Regions from separate parts of the Ovis aries genome. Here region 2 is linked to region 1. Evidence: chromatin contacts called from public Hi-C data. All regions are on one chromosome and are shown on one strand. Each heading gives the region's core, a stretch centred on a gene start, on an enhancer-like site or on the middle of the called end of the contact. The rest is flanking DNA. Distances are from core to core; before and after follow the strand shown.

Region 1 (3,105 bases), core at 389-2,888:
ACAGAAGCATCTGGAAAGAGTCTCTGCAAGGGTCTGAAATTGGCTACGGTGGTTTTTAAGGAAAAAGCTACTGAAAGTCAATTTTCCTAAAATATAATCAGTGTCCTCTACTTATTCATAGTTCCTGCCATTAGTTTTGTTTACATATGGCCACCACGGCAGCTCCTCAACGCCCCTTGCCCTCTCTCTGTATCGTAGGACTTTTACTTCACCCCCAGCCTCAACCTTTTAGTTTCTCAGTTTCTAACGGAGAAGCTGACTGCCCATGTTATTGTTTTGAACTTGGCTACACAGGTCATAAGTCCCTTTCTGCTAGGGTTGCCAACTTGTCCTAGTTGGCTTAGGAATTTTCTAGTTTTAGCACAGAAATTTTTGTGTTCTGGGCACCCCCTCAGATCAGGCAAATCATGGTGATTGGCCATCCGTCCCTCTATCTAGGGAAGGCTTGCCCTTGTATCAAATGCCCCCTCAAGAGGAGGGCTGCATCATCTGGTATCCAGCAAGGCTCCTGTCTTCCAGCTTCTCTGAGGAGGGGATGTGAGTTGGGCCAGCAATGATCAACATCTCTAGTTAAAACTGTAATTGCATGAATTACTCATTAGAAGAGGAGGCAAGGAGGTGTCATAAGCACATGTGCAGCAGTTAGACGCAGTAGAGGGGGCAGTGAAGTAGGAATCAAAATATCTGGTTTCTGCCATCGAATACAGCCAAATAATTCATCTTTTTGAGTCTCCATTTCTCCATTTGTAAAATAAAAAGACTAGACTAGGTAGGGCTTGCTTCCTTTCTTTTTTTTAACTTTTGTTCTAGAACTTCATTCTAAAGGGTAGAATTGCTCACACTCAAGACATAGTCTGCTACCATTATCTTTACAGCAAGTTTCTCTCTCCCCTCCCTTCCCCTTTCTCCTCCCTCCCCTTTTCTTCATTTTCTGCTTTTCCTGCTTTTTCAGTTCCCAGCGTTGATCCCTTTTCTCCCAATAGGCAACCACATCGCTATGAAAGGTATTTCTCTTTGAGTAGGTATGTAGTTTTATCACATGAGCATTGTCTCATGTATGGACTTTAAATGTTCATATATTATATTGTACTATCACTTCATTTTATTCCTAATTTTTACACTCAGCACCATTTGCTAGCCTCTACGGCTCCTTCCATAGTGACATTTTACAAACCCTGTTTAGTATGGCAGAGTACTCTTACACAGACTTCTCACTAACTGAAATCGGCAGGTTTTCTAGAATGGCAAAAAGGAGAACCAAGTATCTTTAATCACCACCTCCCCAGAGGTACTATGTGGTCTGCAGGAAGGGGACCAAAGGGATGAGCATGGAGAGTACATGGCTGGAGAGGGAGTGAGGAGTTGGGCTGCGAGAGCAGTTATGGAGGCACTTCTGGGCCTCGGACTCTGAACGAGCAGGCCTTCCCCAGACATCCCAGATCCTCCGAACGCTCACTGGGGGAGCTCGCCTATCCCTGGAGGCTGGAGGGCCTTTTCCTGGAGGAGCTGAGAGGAGTTCCCTGGCTCTGGCTCATATTTCATCAGACACAGAAAGAAAGGCAGCTGCTCAAGACCTCACCCAGAGATCCACCTCCAACAGCACAGGTATCTGCTAGCTCTGATTCCTCCTTCCCGGATGGAGATCCGGGTTGGCATCCTGCCCAGAGAGTTCCCGAGGTTAATAGTGGCTGTGAGCAGAGCAGTGTCTCTCGCAGGCCAAGCTGCTCTCCTGGTGGCAGTGAGGCTCGGGGGGGCCATGTGGGGGCGGGGAGCAGCAGTGGGGAGCGGCCTCTCCACCTCCTGATGCCTGGAGACTGGATTCCATTTCAGGCAGCAGCGATTTACGCTGGGTGGCCTCTGCCATGTTCCCCGCACCAGCACCACGGAGAACTATCCAGAAGGTTGGGAGGAGTGTAGCTACCCTTGGAGAAAAGACGGCCTCTCCTCTCTCCCCTGCTTGTGGTCCACAAGGCTTTCATCTCCCACTCCCGCCTCTCAGCAAGCGTGGCAAGATCTCTGTGAGGCTTGGCTGGTGAGGGCAGGGAGGGATGTGGGGTGGAGGGGACCTTCTGTTCCCCCAGGTGGCACACTTTCTCACCTGAGCTTCAAGAGGCACCTCTGGGCTCTGTTCCAGGCTCAACTATTTCCGCTCCTTTGAAGATACAGAAACAATAAAATACAAAACCCCAAATAAGCAAATCTACAAACAGGCACACACAGAGACAGCAGAGACCTACTGTTTGCAGTCCCTCTCCAAATTTCAGCTGATTCTACATTAAGGTATGAGTTTTCCACCTTGTGATTTTCCACTTCCCGGAGGAGGAGATAAATATCATCCTGGAATTACATACACGCTTCACCTGTATGTCTTCCTTTGCCGTAATAGGACTTTTGCTGACCCTAAGAGTCGGAGAAGTTTCACCTTGACCTTCTGGTCTAGTGGCAGTTAATCCTTAGTACCCAGGCAATGACCTCAGGGCCTCCTGGCGAGGGCCTGGGTGTTCAACCCCACCAGGGACCCAGCTCCTCGAGTACCCGAAGGGGAAGTGTAAAGAAATGTAGCAAGATAAAAATGAATGTAGCTGAGGGACTCCCCTGGTGGTCTAGTGGCTAAGACTCCATGCTAGCAATGCAAGGGGTCTGGGTTTGATCCCCAGTCAGGGAACTAGAGCCGCATGCCACAACTAAGGATTCCACGTGCAACAACTAAGACTCTCTGCACCCAAATAAGTTAAAAAATAAATAAATAAGCTCTTTAAAAAATCATAAATAAATGTAGCTGATAGTTGCTGAGCTTACAACCCACCATTCTCTTTCTCTATCATCTCACTTGCTCCTCATACCCTTATCACACAGATACTGTCATTAGTCTCTTTTATAAATGTGGAAACTGAGGCTCAGAGAATCTAAGCAGCTGATGGAGTTGATATCTAGTGATCTGTTGGGAGCCAGCGTGAGGAACTCCACCCATGGCAAAGGTCATGAGGAAGGAAGATTGGCACATGCAAAGACGTGATCAAGCCTCAGGAAACCCCCTGTTCCCGAGCATCTACCCCCAAAACCAGAGTACTTTACAGGAGGCTCTCCCCCATAACCATTTCTCTC
Region 2 (3,090 bases), core at 471-2,970, 86 kb before region 1:
CTGTTTCTATTTTGGCTTTATGCTTGGAGAGGAGCAGGAAATATTCTAAAGTTTTAGGGTTGCCCTGGTGACTGCTCTTGGCCTGTGGTCGCACTTTCACAGAATTGAGTTGCATATCACAAACTAAAAGTTTAAGGAGGACTTGGACACTGGCTAAGAGACAGCAATTCATTTTCCCAACTGATCTGTGTGCCACCAGGTACAATAGTATAGGGTGGGTCTTTGTTACATTTTCGTTCAGGTTCTCTCTGTGGTGTTCAGTTTCTGTACAGGGAATCACAGAATGTCACTGTTTCTACCCAGCAATTCTGTCTACTTTCCTCAAACCAGAAACCTGGGAACCCTCCCTCCTAGGCCTCTCCTCCTATTTACCCTTTGATTTCAACTCCTGAATGTTTTCCAAATTCATTCTCCTCTTTGCTTTCCCTCAGTGCAGTTCAAATACACTTTTCCTGTCACCTAGAGTCCTAGACCATTTTATTGACTTTCAGGTGGTGTCCCTACCTTGCATCTTGCACCTTGCTGCCCTTCTAAGATTCCTACCTGGAATGTTCTGTCTTCCTTGTCTTTGCTGGCTCCCTATGTTTATTTCTTATCATGGTAAAGATACTTAGAGCTTTTCTCAGCTACCAGTCTATCATCTTCGGCCACTTTGTTCCACTTACATCTATCCTCCAGATCTTCTGGTATAGATGTAGTTACCTTAAATGCAACGTGCTGTCAGCTCTCCCGTCTCTACACCTGTTCTAACCTTTTCCTGAAATAGGCCCCATCATCCCCACAACATTTTATGTGCTTTGTGTCCATAGCTTTTGATAGGTTTTTTTGTATTATAAATTTTTAATAGTCATAATTAATACTATTCCTGCCAGACTGTTAGACTGAGGAATGTGGAATAAATGGTTATATTGAATAGAAAGCCCCTCAGACATATTTGGCATGATTTTAAAAAGAAAGATGAACACAGAGGTAATACTGATACAGCTTTTCCCAACCTTAGCTATCTTAGCTTCTTTACCTCTCCCACCCCATGGCACTCGGCAGTCATTTCCCTTTGGCTTTAATGCCCATTCATCGCTTCCAGGGCTTCCTTCTTTCCTTCCTGTCCTCAGCCTTACTTGTCTTTTAACTCACTTCAACACAACACAGTGTAGGAATATCAATAGTAAATCCCTCTGAAGACTGTTATTAAGTCAAAGAGAAGCATGGATTAAGATTACTTAATGAAAATCCAGATTCACTGACTAAAATCTGATTTGAAAACAGGACGATGATTCACGTATACGTTTAAAGAATTTGGGATAGGATTGACTTTTTTTTTAGCTTTTACTTGCTCACTTGCCTTTTTTGGTGTGAAATATAGTATCCTGTGTAAGTTCTTTGTTCTTTTCCTTGTAGGTTCTGGGTCCCTCAGAGCAAAATTTGATCTTTCAGAAGGACCCAGTAAACCCACAACACTTGCAGTGCAATTCCTCAGCGAGGGAAGTACCCTCTCAGGAGTAGACACTGAACTTGTAGGCACTGGCTACAGGCTTTCCTTAGTAAAGAAGCGGTTTGCCACTGGTAAGTTGGGAGATTTCAAGCTTTTTCATGTACATGGGAAACATTTATATTCTAACAGTTACTAAATGACTCTCAAGTAGTTTATAGTCTGAAGGCATGGAAATGTTTCCTTTGACCTTTGGTACAAAGTGCCAGATAGAGACACACCTGGGAGAGAGAGTACTCATGGTCAGTATAGCTCAACACCTGTGATCTGATTCTAATGTACTGTAAACAGCAGATGGGAACTGGGGTTTGTATCTGTAACCACAGTGGAAATGTCTTCCTTTGAGTTCATTTGAAATTATAATGGCAAAGGTCTCCTTGGTGTTTTCCAGGACGATACCTGGCGGATTGTTGATGGACCTGGGAAAGTGGTTGGCTCAAGGGAGTAGTACAGACCTGCCGTTCTGCATTATTTTTCTTTCCAAACACTATTCTGACTTGTATTATATCTTTAAGAGCTGACTACAAACATTAAATTGCACTTTTGAAGTGAGTCACCGAAGAAAATAGCACTGAAATGATTTTCAACGCTGTAAATGATCAACTGCAATATTCAGGAAGCACATGTATTCAGATTCTCAGTAAAATGAAGTTTTTATAGGCTGGAAATTTTATCTTCAGTGTCTATGTTGAAAAAGGGGCTTATAGTGTAATATGAGGCCTGAAATTTCAGGAGAGGAAGCACAAAATAATTTAGCTTTCTATAAGTTTTTAGAGTCAGAGATAGCTTTTAAAAACGTTTAAGTTTGATATTGAATGGATACAAACAGAACGTGAATTCTAAGTTTGGGATAATGTTGATAACACTCAATCAAATTGAGTTATGTGCCATAAAGTAATCAGACCAGAGTCCAAGGTGTATGCAAAATCTATAATTTGATTCTCATATAAACATATTAATAAAGTGTAAATGGTGTTTTATATGATTTTTTTTAATCCTCAAGTGCAATGTGTTTTAAAATAAGCTTGCAAAAGACAGCAGAGAAATTTGCTTCTGCAGTTAACTTTATAGAAGTTGTGATTGTTTTGATGAATTAATGCTGTAGATTTAATTTATTTTTATATGGATTGCATAATGTGTGCCTTTAAAACAATAACAAAACCCAGAAATGTGCCTATCCAGTTTGTGTTCATTAATGTGCCTCACTTTTTTCCTCACAGTCCAGATTTTGTATTCAGAATCTTAGTCAAGAATTTTTATAAGATAATTGTGATTTTTTATAAAAATCTTTGGTTGCAATTGCAATGGGAATTCAGAATAGCTAGAGGACAATTTATACTTAAGAACCCTGGCTCCCTTCTTTAGTGTTACACTGTAGCCACTAGGGAAATACAACTAATAGCGTATGTTTACAGGGAAAAAGATTACCTTCAGATGTTCCATCTTAACCTTATCAAAAAATTCTGTAAAACCGTAATGGTAAATTGGTAACTGGCATTTTCACTCAAGTTAACATTTCCTCTCACTCTTATTATTGGAAATTTATATATTTATTTACTGAATGTGATGTGAGCATGAGTTTGTAGTAGTTTGTGAGGAAC

What was found. A called contact is a pair of places that touch in the nucleus more often than the background predicts.
Region 2: a Hi-C map of mixed tissues shows a contact between it and region 1, with 2.6 times the contacts expected there. The contact joins two enhancer-like sites. A contact is called at or near these places in 3 of 16 Hi-C or Micro-C datasets (liver, mixed tissues and tail adipose tissue).

The regions. Positions count from the first base shown.
Region 1 is chr16:8,606,269-8,609,373 of ARS-UI_Ramb_v3.0, reverse strand. No RefSeq gene overlaps it. Among named protein-coding and RNA genes, the nearest start is that of TMEM174, 21 kb to the right of the region's middle. Within about 2 kb of position 1,638, at least 7 of the 54 cell types and tissues checked have an H3K27ac peak or open chromatin away from gene starts, as enhancers often do.
Region 2 is chr16:8,692,616-8,695,705 of ARS-UI_Ramb_v3.0, reverse strand. It overlaps FCHO2 (FCH and mu domain containing endocytic adaptor 2), which reads left to right. Exons shown (of 26, transcript XM_060400320.1): 25 at 1,399-1,563; 26 at 1,881-3,090. The coding sequence ends at 1,903. Among named protein-coding and RNA genes, the nearest start is that of TMEM171, 47 kb to the right of the region's middle. Within about 2 kb of position 1,720, at least 5 of the 54 cell types and tissues checked have an H3K27ac peak or open chromatin away from gene starts, as enhancers often do.